2 separate regions of the Pan troglodytes genome follow, and region 2 is linked to region 1. A link is a contact called in public HiChIP or PLAC-seq data. All regions are on one chromosome and are shown on one strand. The core of a region is the stretch at or near the end of the contact, and the rest is flanking DNA. Distances in the headings are between cores, read along the strand shown. Region 1 holds the start of NCDN (neurochondrin). Region 2 holds the start of SFPQ (splicing factor proline and glutamine rich).

What was found. HiChIP or PLAC-seq counts read pairs in DNA pulled down with a chosen protein or histone mark.
Region 2: a contact with region 1 is called in an H3K4me3 HiChIP or PLAC-seq map of stem cell-derived excitatory neurons, with 4 times the contacts expected there. The contact joins the promoter of SFPQ here to the promoter of NCDN in region 1. A contact is called at or near these places in 1 of 7 Hi-C or Micro-C datasets (stem cell-derived neural progenitor cells) and 1 of 1 datasets of contacts at active chromatin or transcription factors (stem cell-derived excitatory neurons).

Annotation. Positions count from the first base shown.
Region 1 is chr1:195,430,259-195,436,865 of NHGRI_mPanTro3-v2.0_pri, forward strand. NCDN (neurochondrin) reads right to left here and starts at 1,424. Exons shown (of 8, transcript XM_063782953.1): 1 at 1,218-1,424; 2 at 416-945. KIAA0319L (KIAA0319 like) reads left to right here and starts at 1,426. Exons shown (of 21, transcript XM_024357827.3): 1 at 1,426-1,551; 2 at 4,580-4,749. The coding sequence starts at 4,608.
Region 2 is chr1:195,792,480-195,799,788 of NHGRI_mPanTro3-v2.0_pri, forward strand. SFPQ (splicing factor proline and glutamine rich) reads left to right here and starts at 3,146. Exons shown (of 10, transcript NM_001251847.1): 1 at 3,146-4,066; 2 at 4,759-4,947; 3 at 5,292-5,593; 4 at 5,693-5,788; 5 at 6,907-7,103; 6 at 7,202-7,286. The coding sequence starts at 3,239.

The sequences.
Region 1 (6,607 bases), core at 174-2,673:
CACAAGAGGGACTGAGCATCCCTCTGCAGAGGAGGGACGGGGGTGGGGTGGGGGTGAGAGTGGAAGATGGAGGGAGGGAGGGATTAGCACAGAGGGAGGGGAGGAGAGAATCTGGAGGGGTGGACTCCTCAGGACTGACCTCCCCCCGGGAAGCCCCTTTAAGGAGCTGGATCTGCAAATCCTTAGGGATAAAGAAGGGACCCTGGTCCAAGGTCACCTCCAGAAAGCGGGAAAGAAGGACCATGCATGCTGCTGCTCAGCCGGACAGCTCTCCTCACCAGTCTCCTGGGGGTGGGCGGGGGCTGGCCCCACTGCTCAGCTGTCCCCCTGGCACCAGAGGCTGGGTTTTATCTCCCTCCACAGGGACACAGAGGGAGTGAGTGGTGAGGACAGACAGGGAGAAATGGAGACATACATGGGTGAAGTTCGATTATCCGGACTCAGGCTGACATGGGAGAAAAGGACACCCCAGGCTTCCTTTCCCCTCCCTTCTTCAGAGGCAGAGATACGCTTCAGAAGTGAGAATACAAGATGCTCAACAGGGAAGGCTTGGAGGCCCCTTTGGGGACCCCACCCCTCCAGCCAGGGCTCTCAGTCGCCCCCGCAGGCTCCTTGCCTCCTCTCCTTTCCCTCCCTCGGGTAGAGGCTGCAGCAGCAGCAGCAGCAGCGGCGGCAGCAGCAGAATTAACCCCTTGCGCTCCCTCTTCTCGCCCTCCCCGTCCCGCTACCAGCCTGTGGATGCCGGCAGGGGCTGGAGAAGCAAGAGGGGGTCCCGGATAGTTCCCAGGACAACGGAGAATCCAAAAGCCGGATAATCGAAGCGGGGCTGCTGAGATGGGGAGATGAGAAGGGGAGGAGGGTTCCTGGCGGTCACCACCTGTCCCGCCGCAGCCAGGTCACAACACGACATTGATGAAGTCACGACAGGGCGGCGATGAGATCACACTTCACGATGGCGCGGTGATATCACGGAGAGATCACGTCAAAATCACGACATGGGAGACAGCCCCCAAAGATGACAGGGCAAATTAAAAAAAAAAAAGATATATATTGAAAAGGGCTGTGACAAAATGGAGTCTCGACAGGGCACGATGGTGTCGCGATATGGCGCGATGGAGTCGCGATAGGGTCCCCGGGGTGTGTCGGCATCGATCAGCGCCGGCTCGGAGAGGCCCCGGCTGGGATGCAGGGGAGGGCCCGAAGGGGGCTGAGCTCACCAGGCTGCTGCCCCGAGCGGCGAAGTCTTCTCCCAGCGCGATGCTCCGGGAGCCTCGGGCCGCTGCTCACGCCGCGTTGCCCACTCCTGGCTCCAGGCTGCTGCAGCTCCACCCCCACCCCCGCACCGCTCTTGACCAATCCGCGGCTGCTTCACTCCGGGCTCTGGCCAATGGCAAGTCAGGGTGCTAAGCAGTAGGGGGTGCCACCGTTGCCGCCATCTTGCTTGTGGGTATTGCCCGAGTCTGGGGCCTGGGGCTCGAGCGAAGGAGGCAAGGTGCAGACTGCCTCTGGAGAGCGGGCGGCGAGAGGCTGGGGGCCCAGATTCCTTCGCTTGTGCGTAGTTTTACCCGCCCAGCACTGCCCCTCCTCCCCCTTGGTCTCGCGGCCGGCATTGCCCTTCCCGGGGGAGGGGCGGGAGGGCTTGGTTAGCACGGAGAGTGTGTTTCCGGGTCGGTTCCGGGGAGGTGGGAGGAGGCGGTGTTTCCGGCCGCCGTCGCTGTCCAGGGAGGCTGAGGCGAGAGGTAGCTGTCCGGGTGGGGAGCCCGCACTACCTTTTTCCTCTTCCTCCTCCTCCGGGTGAGGGGAGCGAAGGTTGGGGGTCCCCGAGCCCATGGACCAGGAGGAGGCGGAGGCCGCCGAGAGCCGGGGCCCCGCTATGTGGCCCTGAGCCCCGGTAGGTGGCCGGGGGCGGCTGGCTGCCAGGCCGAGGACCATGAGCTCAGGGGAGGGGCAAGCGGGACGGGCGATGTCAGCGGGTGCGCTGGCCGGATGTTGGGTCCTGAGGTGGCGCCCCTGGCTCGGCCAGGGCAGCCAGCTGCTTCTGTCCTTGCAGGTGTGCAGCTTGGGTCCCAGGCTGAACCCCGCTTCTCTCGGGCCTGGGCCTAGTCATGCAGCTCCCTCCATCCCCTGAGAGCCAGGCAGACAGCCGGGGTTCGGGGCGCTGCCGTCCTTCTTCCACCTTCGACCTCTGCAGCCTAGTCTTTAGTTGCTGTCTCTGATGTTTGGTCTCTCCACCGAGATAGAAAGTTGGTGCAGAATGAAGAGGGGATGGGGTTGAGCACGATGTGTCCATTATAATGTGAAACCTGCCTCATCTAGGATTTTGAAAATTATGCCTCACAGAGGGTCCTGTAGTGGCTGCAGTGAGCACAAAGGTGAAATGAAGGAAGTCAAAATTGATAATCTCTGGCGGGATTCCAGGAACTCTTTGGCTTCTGGTCTCATAGTGGTTGTGTCCAACTGACAGTAGTTGCAGTTAGTGAAGAGCATTAGCTGACTCTCCTTGTGCTCTCTCCTGTGATTAACAGACTGAAAACTAGGAACAAATTGGAAAGACGACCTCCCAGAACAATCTGTTCATTTTTCCAGCTATTTGGAAAACAGTGTCTGCAAATATAAGCAAAGCTATTCATGGCAGTCTGTTCTGTAACTTTCCCAAATATCTGAGACTTTTTTAAAAAGAGCTTTATTCTCGATTACTCATACCAACTGAATAGGCTGTTTCAGACGTGCTCCATCGTTGTTCAAACATATCTTATCGCTGTGTACATAAATGGAGTTCCACGTATGTAGTTGACAGACTGAACTGTGATACATCCCCCATCAACCTGAAGTATTAAGTAAACATTACCCCCTGCTCTGTCTGAACAGCTGCTGCAACAGAGAGTGCTTTTATTTTGGGTGTACTTGTAACGCCCTAAATGCCAGAACTATTGTGAGCTTTTCTAGATTTTCATTTGTCAAGTATTGTGGGGGTGTGTGTTCTCTCCCTGGGTTGTTACCCTTTGATTCAGTAACAAACTATTCGGATCTTGGTGATGTGTTGTTGTTCTTGCGTTTGGTCAGCAAGCCTTTAACTGGACCCTAGCAGTGATTTGTGCCCTTAGGCAATTATAGGTTTCAGAGGAATGACTGGTTAGGAGTTCAAATGAAATTAACTCTGCCTTTCTCTTAGACGCAGGATTTATTAGACATGGCACTTCTAATCAGCTTGTTAGTCCAGTGGTGTTTATTACTCCATTTTTCAAAAGCTATTCATTTCTTTTCTGCTTCTCCCACCCACCTGTCAGGCTATTGATGACAGCTGTTGAGTCACCTTGAGTTTTAAATCCTTTTGTGGTAGGCAGAAATGTGTTGGGTAAGATTCATACACACACATACACGCACACATGCATACTCACTCGTTCCCTCTTGGGAGGCTAGAGAAATTGCTGGATGTACTTTCTAACTTAGGCTCCATTTCATAATCTCTTGAACATGTCTCTGGCCCACACACCTCCTTTCTGCCCCCTGCTCCCTGAAATACAACTACAAAACAACTAGAAATAGGAATGGATGGAAGTGAATGAGAACAATGAAGTCCTTCAGATGCATGTGGTTCTGCAAAAGCCTTTTCTTGGGTGGGCTGCACCTTAGTTTTGCAGCTGTGTGTATGTCTGTGGCTGTTTCTTGGTATTAGTCAGCATTGGTATCCAGCCCAGGCAATGCTGATCTCCCTGTATGCTGGCCGTGGATAGGAGTTAGGGGTTGGCAGCCTGTGTCGTTTGCTGGATGTAGATGACAGGTACATAGTTGGACAGAAGTTTTTGAATTGCTTCTTCAGAACTCAGTCAACCCTCATAATGTTGCCAATATTTACGTACTAATTTAGACAATATAGCAAAGTTTTATATGAGGGGAAAATTTTATGGTAAATGAGTTTTTCTGCTGGAAGAGACCTAAATAATCCAGCCCCTAGATTCTGGAGTAGCCAGCATAGTGCCTGATGTAAGTATCTGTTGAATGCAGGGATTGGGGTGGGTAGCATTGAGGTGTAAATTGAATAGATTTTCATGATAATAGTGGTGGGCGGAGACAGTAGCAGACTGGAGAGTGCATGCCCTGCCTGAAGACATTTGCATTCAGAAATTTAAAAAATACTGGGCCAGACATAACCCTCAGGTTACTTTACCTCTGAGGGTGCAACCTCTTCTCCTCAAAAGTAAGAAAGTGTGTTTGGTCAAAGTCACAAAGCTGTTAGTAGCAGAACTGCAACTAAAACTCAGAGATCTTCTTGTCTGCGGGCTGGTACTCTTTCCATTCTACCACATAGGTGATTTACTGTTAGATTAAAAAAAAAAAAAAGGAATATAAAGTTTCAGTTTTCAGTGGATTCATTTGATATCCCTTGCTGTGTTGTTATTCTGATAATTATAGGCCACCTCAAAGCCCAGGTTTAAAATTTATAGGCAGGGTTGAGCCATTAAAGACAAACTTGAAATTTTTCTTTCCCCTAATCTGTCATATTTTCTAGCATTCCACATTTCCAGGAATTAATTATTAATTACTCGGCATGTAATTTCTTCTCTTTCTGTCCTTCTAGTGTACTGGTTCTGCCTGTCTGGAGGGCCATGGAGAAGAGGCTGGGAGTCAAGCCAAATCCTGCTTCCTGGATTTTATCAGGATATTATTGGCAGACATCTGTGAAGTGGTTGAGAAGCCTGTACCTGTTTTATACTTGCTTTTGCTTCAGCGTTCTGTGGTTGTCAACAGGTACCATTTTCTTTATAGATTTAAGATATTTTTTTTTAGAAAAGGGCATTTTATGTGAGTCCCTCAGTTCATTTTAAGGACTATTAGGAGGCAGAAAAAACAATCTGCTAATTGACAGAAATGGTCATCCTTTTGGTGAATACTCAGTCTGTTGGGTTTATTTGTTTTGTTTTGGAACCAGAGTTTAAATTGGATTCTTTTTCATAAGGGAGAATTGGCACAACCGTTTTAAGACTTGATAAAAGTCAACTGGGTATTTCCACTTAATGTCTATAAAACCTTGAGCAAATTACCTATTATCTTTGAGGAAGGGTTATATCTACCTCATGGTTTGATTTGAGGGATAGTATAATTAAAGCATGTAGCACAGCACTCAGCATGGGTGCTTAGTCTTGCTATTTGCCCAGGCTGGTCTTGAGCTTCCTTTCCTTTCCTAAAGGAATCTACACTTATGGGAAAAATGCATTCCTTACTTTTTCCATAGAGAGGGGCTATGTTGATAGATTTTTTAGACTATACTTTCCTCCTAGAGATTATTTCACCAGGGTAAAGCCTCTTGCCAGGAATCAGTGCCAAGAAGGCTAAATTTCAAAGGAGAATGCCCTTTCTTTCTTTCTTTCTTTTAAGTTCTTTTGTTGATATTGTGCTTTCATAGTATGAGTGTGAGAAAACAGCAATATGAGAAAGATTTCTGTGTATGCTGCCATTCTGGCCAGTGACCAAAAACCTTCTGCTGTAGAGACCACCGTCTGGGATAACTAATCAGCCTTTTTCCCTTATAATTACAAAGATTTCTGTTGCTTTCCTAAAGGAATTGGTGGTCATGATTTTGAGACCCTAGTAATTATTGTATTTAGCAATTTCAGTAACATCAGCTTTGGGGTTTTTGTTGTCTTGCAGTGATGGTTGATGATTGCATAATTATAGCAGTGGAAGTTGTACTTGACAGAAAGCTGATCTACATGTTTTGTTTTTTTTTTTTTTACCCCAGATGATGCTTTGCTGGGACAGCTGACTATTTCAGGTCAACATTTTATATAAGATCATTAGAATTAAATAAGTAATTGATTTAGCACCATCAGAATAGGGAAAAATCACTTCTTTAAAAAAAAGAGATGGGGTCTTGTCACCCAGGCTGGAGTGCGATGGTGCGATCATAGCTGCCTGCAGCCTCAAACTCCTGGGCTCAAGCTGTCCTCTTGCTTCAGCCTCCAGGCATGAGCTAGTATGCCTGGCTAATTTTTTTTTTTTTTTTTAAGACAGTGTCACTCCATCATCTAGGCTGGAGTGCAGTGGCACAATCTCGGCTCACTGCAAACTCTGCCTCCCAGGTTCAAGCGATTCTCCTGCCGCAGCCTCCCGAGTAGCTGGAATTACAGGCGCACACCACCACACCCGGCTAATTTTTATGTTTTATTCTTTTTATTTTAGTAGAGGTAGGGTTTTGCCATGTTGGCCACACTGGTCTCAAACTCCTGACCTCAAGTGATCTGCATGCCTCGGCCTCCCAAAGTGCTGAGATTACAGACGTGAGCAACTGCACCCGTCTGCCTGGCTAATTTTTACATTTTTTTAGGAGATGGGGTCTTGCTGTTTTGCCCAGGTTGGTCTCGAACTCCTGGCTTCAGTCGATCCTCCAACTTTGGCCTACTGAATAGCTGGGATTGCAGACACCAACCACCATGCCTGGTGTAAATCACATTTTTTGAAGCACACCTGCCACATACCAGACTCCTAATTGTAAACATTACATACCTTATCTCATTTAATCTTCGTGATAACCCAAAAATAGATAGTTTTCTTCTCATTTTATAGATAAGGAAATTGAGGCCTAGAGAGGCAGAATGACTTGGCCAAG
Region 2 (7,309 bases), core at 1,896-4,395, 360 kb after region 1:
GGATTTTTTGAGACGGAGTAAGACTCCGTCTCAAAAAAAAAAAAAAAAAAGTTTTGTTACAAAAAGGAGCAAAGATGAGATAGGATAAAAGAAATGGGATGGTGATGATTCAATAGAAGTAATTGATAAAGAAAAATTCTGGTGAAGGCTTGTGGAGATGGGATCCATAGCACAAGAAGAGGATTTGCTTTTTTTTTTTTTTTTAAATAGTGCCAGTCAAGTGGGAATGGAGAAGGAACAAATAAATCTGTAACTGGTTGTGATCAATTAGTTGTAAACACCGCCGCACTCAGACCAGCCATGGGTTTGCCCTTTGATAAGGGCAAAGACACATTTTTTGTGGTATCAGGGACAAAGATTAAAAAAGACAAGGCAAATTTAAGTAGGCTCATGGCTTTTCCAGTTGGGTTGGAAAGTTCCTCTCCGATGACTGTTATATTCTCAAAGAAATATGAGGAGAGGGGCAGGGCATGGTGGCTCACATCCGTAATCCTAGCACTTTGGGAGGCTGAGGCGGGTGGATCATCTGAGGTCAGGATTTCAAGACCAGCCTGGCCAATATGGTGAAACCCCCGCCTCTATTAAAAATAAAAAAATTAGCTGGGCATGATGGCACGTGCCTGTAGTCCCAGCTACTCGGGAGGCTGAGGCAGCAGAATAGCTTGAACCTGGGAGGCGGAGGTTGCAGTGAGCCGAGATCGCACCGCTGCACTGCAGCCTGGGTGACAGAGCGAGACTCCATCTCAAAAAAAAAAAAAAAAAAAAAAAAATAATGAAAGGAATCATGAGGTTACTGTGTTATGTGAGACAGAAAGAAAAGGGATGATCAGTAAGAGGCATGCTTGAACTAAAGATTTCAGAGATAGTGCAGTTACTGGTAATAACAATCAGGAGTGAGTGTGATGAGGGGAGGATGGGAGACTGGATGGTGATACAGGGTAGAAGAAAATACTAATGGAGGAGGTAAGGAACTGAGCATTAGGGTGTTGGGTGGGTCATCTGCCTGGATCTTTTTTTGGTTTTTATGAGACGGAGTCTCACTCTGTGCCCAGGCTGGAGTGCAATGGTGTGATCTCGGCTCACTGCAATCTCTGCCTCCTGGGTTCAAGCGATTCTCCTGCCTCGGCCTCCCGAGTAGCTGGGATTACAGGTGCATGCCACCACGCCCTGCTAATTTTTGTATCTTTACTAGAGAGGGGTGTTTGTCCTGTTGGACAGGCTGGTCTCGAACTCCTGACCTCAAGTGACCCTCCCGCCTCAGCCTTGGGTCCCAAAGTGTTGGGATTACAGCCGTGAGCCACCGCACCCGGTCCCGCCTGGATCTTGAATGAAGAGAGTTAGACGCAGAAAAGAAGATAATAAGCTATGAGCTAATGTTGAGGGAGGAATGATTCCGCAAAAGGTCTGTGGACCTCAAAGAAACTGGAGATTGTGAAATACAGGCTGGGCGTGGTTGCTCACTCCCATAATCCCAGCACTTTCGGAGGCCTAGGTGGGTGGATCACTTGAGGTCAGGAGTTTGAAACCAGCCTGGCCAACATGGCAAAACCCTGTCTCTACTAAAAATACAAAAATTGGCTGGGTGTGGTGGCTCGCGCCTGTGGTCCCAGCTACTTGTAAGGCTGAGGCAGGAGAATCACTTGAACCTGGGAGGCAGAGGTTGCAGTGAGCTGAGATAGTGCCACTGCTCTCCAGCCTGGGCAACAGAGCGAGACTCTGTGTCAAAAAAAATAAGACTCTGTGTCAAAGAAAATAAGAGAAAAATAATTGATGCATCTGACTGGTTAATACCCTATAGACATTGTAACATTGTAATTTTTTTTTTTTTTTTTTTTTTTTTTGAGACAGTCTGGCACTTGTCGCCCAGGCTGGAGTGCAATAGCGCGATCTCGGCTCACTGCAACCTCCGCCTCCTGGGCTCAAGCAATTCTCCTGCCTCAGCCTCCCAGGTGGCTGGGATTATAGGTGTGCACTATTAAGCTCAGCAAATTTTTTTTTTTTTTTTTTTGAGACTGAGTCTTGCTCTGTCGCCCAGGCTGCAGTGCAGTGGCGCAATCTCGGCTCACTGCAACCTCTGCCTCCCGGGTTCAAGCAATTCTCCTGCCTCAGCCTCCCAAGTAGCTGGGACTACAGGCGTGCACCACCACGCCCAGTTAATTTTTGTATTTTTAGTAGAGACGGGGTTTCACCATATTGGCCAGGCTGGTATCGGATTCCTGACCTCGTGATCCACCCACCTCGGCTCCCAAAGTAAGTGCTGGGATTACAGGCGTCAGCCACCGCACCCAGCCAAATTTTTGTATTTTTTAGTAAAGACGGGGTTTCGCCATGTTGGCCAGGCTGGTCTAGAACTCCTGACCTCAGGTGATCTGCCCGACTCGGTGTCCCAAAGTGCTAGGATTACAGGCGTGAGCCACAGTGCCCAGCCTAACATTGTAATTTTTAAAAAGTACCTTAGTCTGTTCGTAAAGTGTTGAGTGGAATATTTACATTCCTCCTGTGATTGGTGTTTGTAAACGTGTATATATATACACATACACACAAGGGCTCTTTTTGAACAAAGCGCGCACCCACAGAAGCCTATTGAAAAGTTTATGCTGCTACAATAAATCTGTATTCCTATGAGGTTCCATAATGAAATCAGTTAAGACTGCGTGTGTTTGAAATCGGTAAGATTTTACTTCTCTACTTTCATTGAGTTGGCACGAGGTAGGGTAGACAGCAGGCACTCAATTTCTGATTTTGAATCGGAAAACATCTGTTTTTCTGGGCAAGGATATCAATAGATTGCTCCTAGGGACAATCAAGAAAGAAAAGAGACCTCCAACGCTTCTCTGCAGGAGCGGATAGAGCCCTGGTTATTTGCTCGCAAGTGAAAATTGCCCTGGCATACCCATTCAAATTTCTCCTAGCAAATCATAGTGGCCTACAGCCAACGCCTTCTTCGCTCACTGGCCAACTGGAAACTTCAGTCCCTCCATGCCTCCCGCCTCTCACCCAGGGGCCAATAGGAAAGATCAGAGGTTCGCAACTTAGTGTCATCAGGCATAGTAATTGCAATTGGCTATTGGAGCTGTCGATCGTGGAGTAGGCGGGGCCGTGCCAGCTGGCCTATATAAGACGAGGACAAAGGCGGCGCGCCGCCTGTGTCATCCGCCATTTTGTGAGAAGCAAGGTGGCCTCCACGTTTCCTGAGCGTCTTCTTCGCTTTTGCCTCGACCGCCCCTTGACCACAGACATGTCTCGGGATCGGTTCCGGAGTCGTGGCGGTGGCGGTGGCGGCTTCCACAGGCGTGGAGGAGGCGGCGGCCGCGGCGGCCTCCACGACTTCCGTTCTCCGCCGCCCGGCATGGGCCTCAATCAGAATCGCGGCCCCATGGGTCCTGGCCCGGGCCAGAGCGGCCCTAAGCCTCCGATCCCGCCACCGCCTCCACACCAACAGCAGCAACAGCCACCACCGCAGCAGCCACCGCCGCAGCAGCCGCCACCGCATCAGCCGCCGCCGCATCCACAGCCGCATCAGCAGCAGCAGCCGCCGCCACCGCCGCAGGACTCTTCCAAGCCCGTCGTTGCTCAGGGACCCGGCCCCGCTCCCGGAGTAGGCAGCGCACCGCCAGCCTCCAGCTCGGCCCCGCCCGCCACTCCACCAACCTCGGGGGCCCCGCCAGGGTCTGGGCCAGGCCCGACGCCGACCCCGCCGCCTGCAGTCACCTCGGCCCCTCCCGGGGCGCCGCCACCCACCCCGCCAAGCAGCGGGGTCCCTACCACACCTCCTCAGGCCGGAGGCCCGCCGCCTCCGCCCGCGGCAGTCCCGGGCCCGGGTCCAGGGCCTAAGCAGGGCCCAGGTCCGGGTGGTCCCAAAGGCGGCAAAATGCCTGGCGGGCCGAAGCCAGGTGGCGGCCCGGGCCTAAGCACTCCTGGCGGCCACCCCAAGCCGCCTCATCGAGGCGGCGGGGAGCCCCGCGGGGGCCGCCAGCACCACCCGCCCTACCACCAGCAGCATCACCAGGGGCCTCCGCCCGGCGGGCCCGGCGGCCGCAGCGAGGAGAAGATCTCGGACTCGGAGGTGAGTGTTTATGGGAGCGACGCGTCGGCTCCCCTAAGATGGCGGCGGCCCCCTCCTCGCCCCCGCCCCCGCGCTGGGCTTCCATTTTGTCGGCTGCCGGAAGGGGCGCTTGCGCGCGCCGCCGCGGGGGCGGGGCGGCCTGCGGGGCCGTCGGTCGGCGTGGGATTGGCCGCTGCCGCGCCTTGCTCTCCCGGCGGGCGGAAGGCTAGGGGAGGTTTCCTTTCGGAAGGAAGCGCGGGGTCGCGGTGGTCGGCCCTGCAGAAGGTAGCCTGTCCCTGGGACTGGCGTAATGCAGAGCATGCGGCGTAGGTTTGGAGAGAACCGGGAAGTTCCATAAAAGCGCAGGCGCAGATCGTGTAGGTTACAGTGGCATTTGGACTTGAGTTATTTTCGTATTTTAATTTTCATACTATTGAGATTTTTTTAGGGACACTCAACATATGTGGCTGACAGTTGCTGATGGACGTCTACTCTTCGGGGAAGTGTGTCTATTCTCGAACATTCTGGATGATGGGGCTCCTTTTTCAATGTTAAGATAGTGCTCATGTTAGAAATCTCACATAGTAAAACCTTGATTGTGACCAAACGGAACAGAAAGGCAACTGATAGGTTTCAGATAAGCAAATACTGTCTTGGGGATTTTCACTTGCAGAGGTCTCCGGTGTTTGAAAACTTCTTTCCTTTTTCATTAGGGGTTTAAAGCCAATTTGTCTCTCTTGAGGAGGCCTGGAGAGAAAACTTACACACAGCGATGTCGGTTGTTTGTTGGGAATCTACCTGCTGATATCACGGAGGATGAATTCAAAAGACTATTTGCTAAATATGGAGAACCAGGAGAAGTTTTTATCAACAAAGGCAAAGGATTCGGATTTATTAAGCTTGTGAGTGTAATTGTTTGATTTTACGTAGAATTAAAAAGGGTGGGAGATTTTTTTTGTCACTACAAACGCTGAAGGCTTGGTTTTTAAACTGGGGAGGATAAATTGATCTTTTAGATTTTTCACCATTCTTACAGGAAAAATGTTTGCGGTATAATGCATAATTGTTGCTACCTAAGAGAAAAGAGGGGTGGGGTGGGTAAACTAAGTGGTGTTAGTGGGTGCTGCCTAAAGGTAATGCTCGAACTGAGCTGAAGGAAGAAAGGGAGTAGGAAGTAGGCTTATGACAATTTTAAGAGTAGACAACCAATTTTGAGGTCATTAACATGAGTGTCTCTGATACACAGGAATCTAGAGCTTTGGCTGAAATTGCCAAAGCCGAACTCGATGATACACCCATGAGAGGTAGACAGCTTCGAGTTCGCTTTGCTACACATGCTGCTGCCCTTTCTGTTCGTAATCTTTCACCTTATGTTTCCAATGAACTGTTGGAAGAAGCCTTTAGCCAATTTGGTCCTATTGAAAGGGCTGTTGTAATAGTGGATGATCGTGGAAGATCTACAGGGAAAGGCATTGTTGAATTTGCTTCTAAGCCAGCAGCAAGAAAGGCATTTGAACGATGCAGTGAAGGTGTTTTCTTACTGACGACGTAAGTTGTTTTGTTTATTCTAATAATTTCTATCAACTTATATGAGATGGTGGCAATAAAACTGGAACAAAGCTAAGATGGAACCATTTTTGTTATTAGAACTCCTCGTCCAGTCATTGTGGAACCACTTGAACAACTAGATGATGAAGATGGTCTTCCTGAAAAACTTGCCCAGAAGAATCCAATGTATCAAAAGTAAGATTGATTAAACTTTTTTGGCAGTTTTTAATTCAAGTGTAAAGGTTAAATTTATTTTAGTGATTTTCCAATTTTGCTTAAAATATGCAAAATTATTTGATGTGGATATGCTTATTAGTAAAAAATCTCAGGCTGAGGAAGATTTGAAGCTGTTATTCAGATAGCTGTTTGTTTCTAAGGTGGATACATTCACATGCAGTCCTGTTTTGTCCCTGCAATAATGGCATAAAGTCACGTGTGTGACTGAGTCTCACTCTGTTGCCCAGGCCAGAGTGCAGTGGCATGACCTCAGCTCTCTGCAACCTCTGCCTCCCAGGTTCAAGCGATTCTCCTGCCTCAGCCTCCCAGGTAGCTGGGATTACAGGCATGTGCCACCATGCCTGGCTCGTTTTCTATTTTTAGTAGAGATGGTCTTTCACCATGTTGACTAGGCTGGTCTCGAACTCCTGACCTCAGGTGAGTCGCCCACCTCGGCCTCTCAAAGTGCTGGGATACAGGCATGACGCACTGTGCCTGGCTGAAGTACATTTTTTTTTTTTTTTTTTTGAGCTGGAGTTTCGCTGTTGTTTCCCAGGCTGGAGTGCAGTGGTGTGATCTCAGCTCACTGCAATCTTTGCCTCCCGGGTTCAAGTGATTCTCCTGCCTCAGGGCTCCAGAATAGCTGGGATTACAGGTGCCTGCCACCATGCCCAGCTAATTTTTTGTATCTTTAGTGGAGATGGGGTTTCATCATGTTGGCCAGATGGGTCTTAAACTCATGACCTCAGGTGATCCACCTGCCTTGGCCTCCCAAAGTGCAGGGATTACAGGGGTGAGCCACCGCGCGTGGCCTACAGTACATTTTTATGGGTGGAAAAAATAAGCCTCGGTAAGGAATTTGGCTAGAGGAAAACAATTAGAAAACGAGGAAGGTAGGATTTATCTCCAGTGCCTGTATTCTTTTACTGAGTGTTCTGAGTATTTTTGCTGTGAAGATATTTTTAGATGAATCAGGATAATTTTTGCCTTTTGTACTCTTTACAAGAAATAGAACAGGAAAAAGACCAGTACTAGGGCAAGTATTTTCTGGTATGCGTTCACAAATCGGTTCATGTTAAAATTTTGTGTATTGTTAGGGAGAGAGAAACCCCTCCTCGTTTTGCCCAGCATGGCACCTTTGAGTACGAATATTCTCAGCGATGGAAGTCTTTGGATGAAATGGAAAAACAGCAAAGGGAACAAGTTGAAAAAAACATGAAAGATGCAAAAGACAAATTGGAAAGTGAAATGGAAGATGCCTATCATGAACATCAGGCAAATCTTTTGCGCCAAGGTAAAAAGATCTGTGCGTGAACATCACTGCTAAGGTCAATTGTTTTTCACCTTATTAGAACCTTGTTAATGTGAATCCAAATATTTTCCAATGTTCAGATCTGATGAGACGACAGGAAGAATTAAGACGCATGGAAGAACTTCACAATCAAGAAATGCAGAAACGTAAAGAAATGCAATTGAGGTAAAATTGTGTTTAAGGTTTAA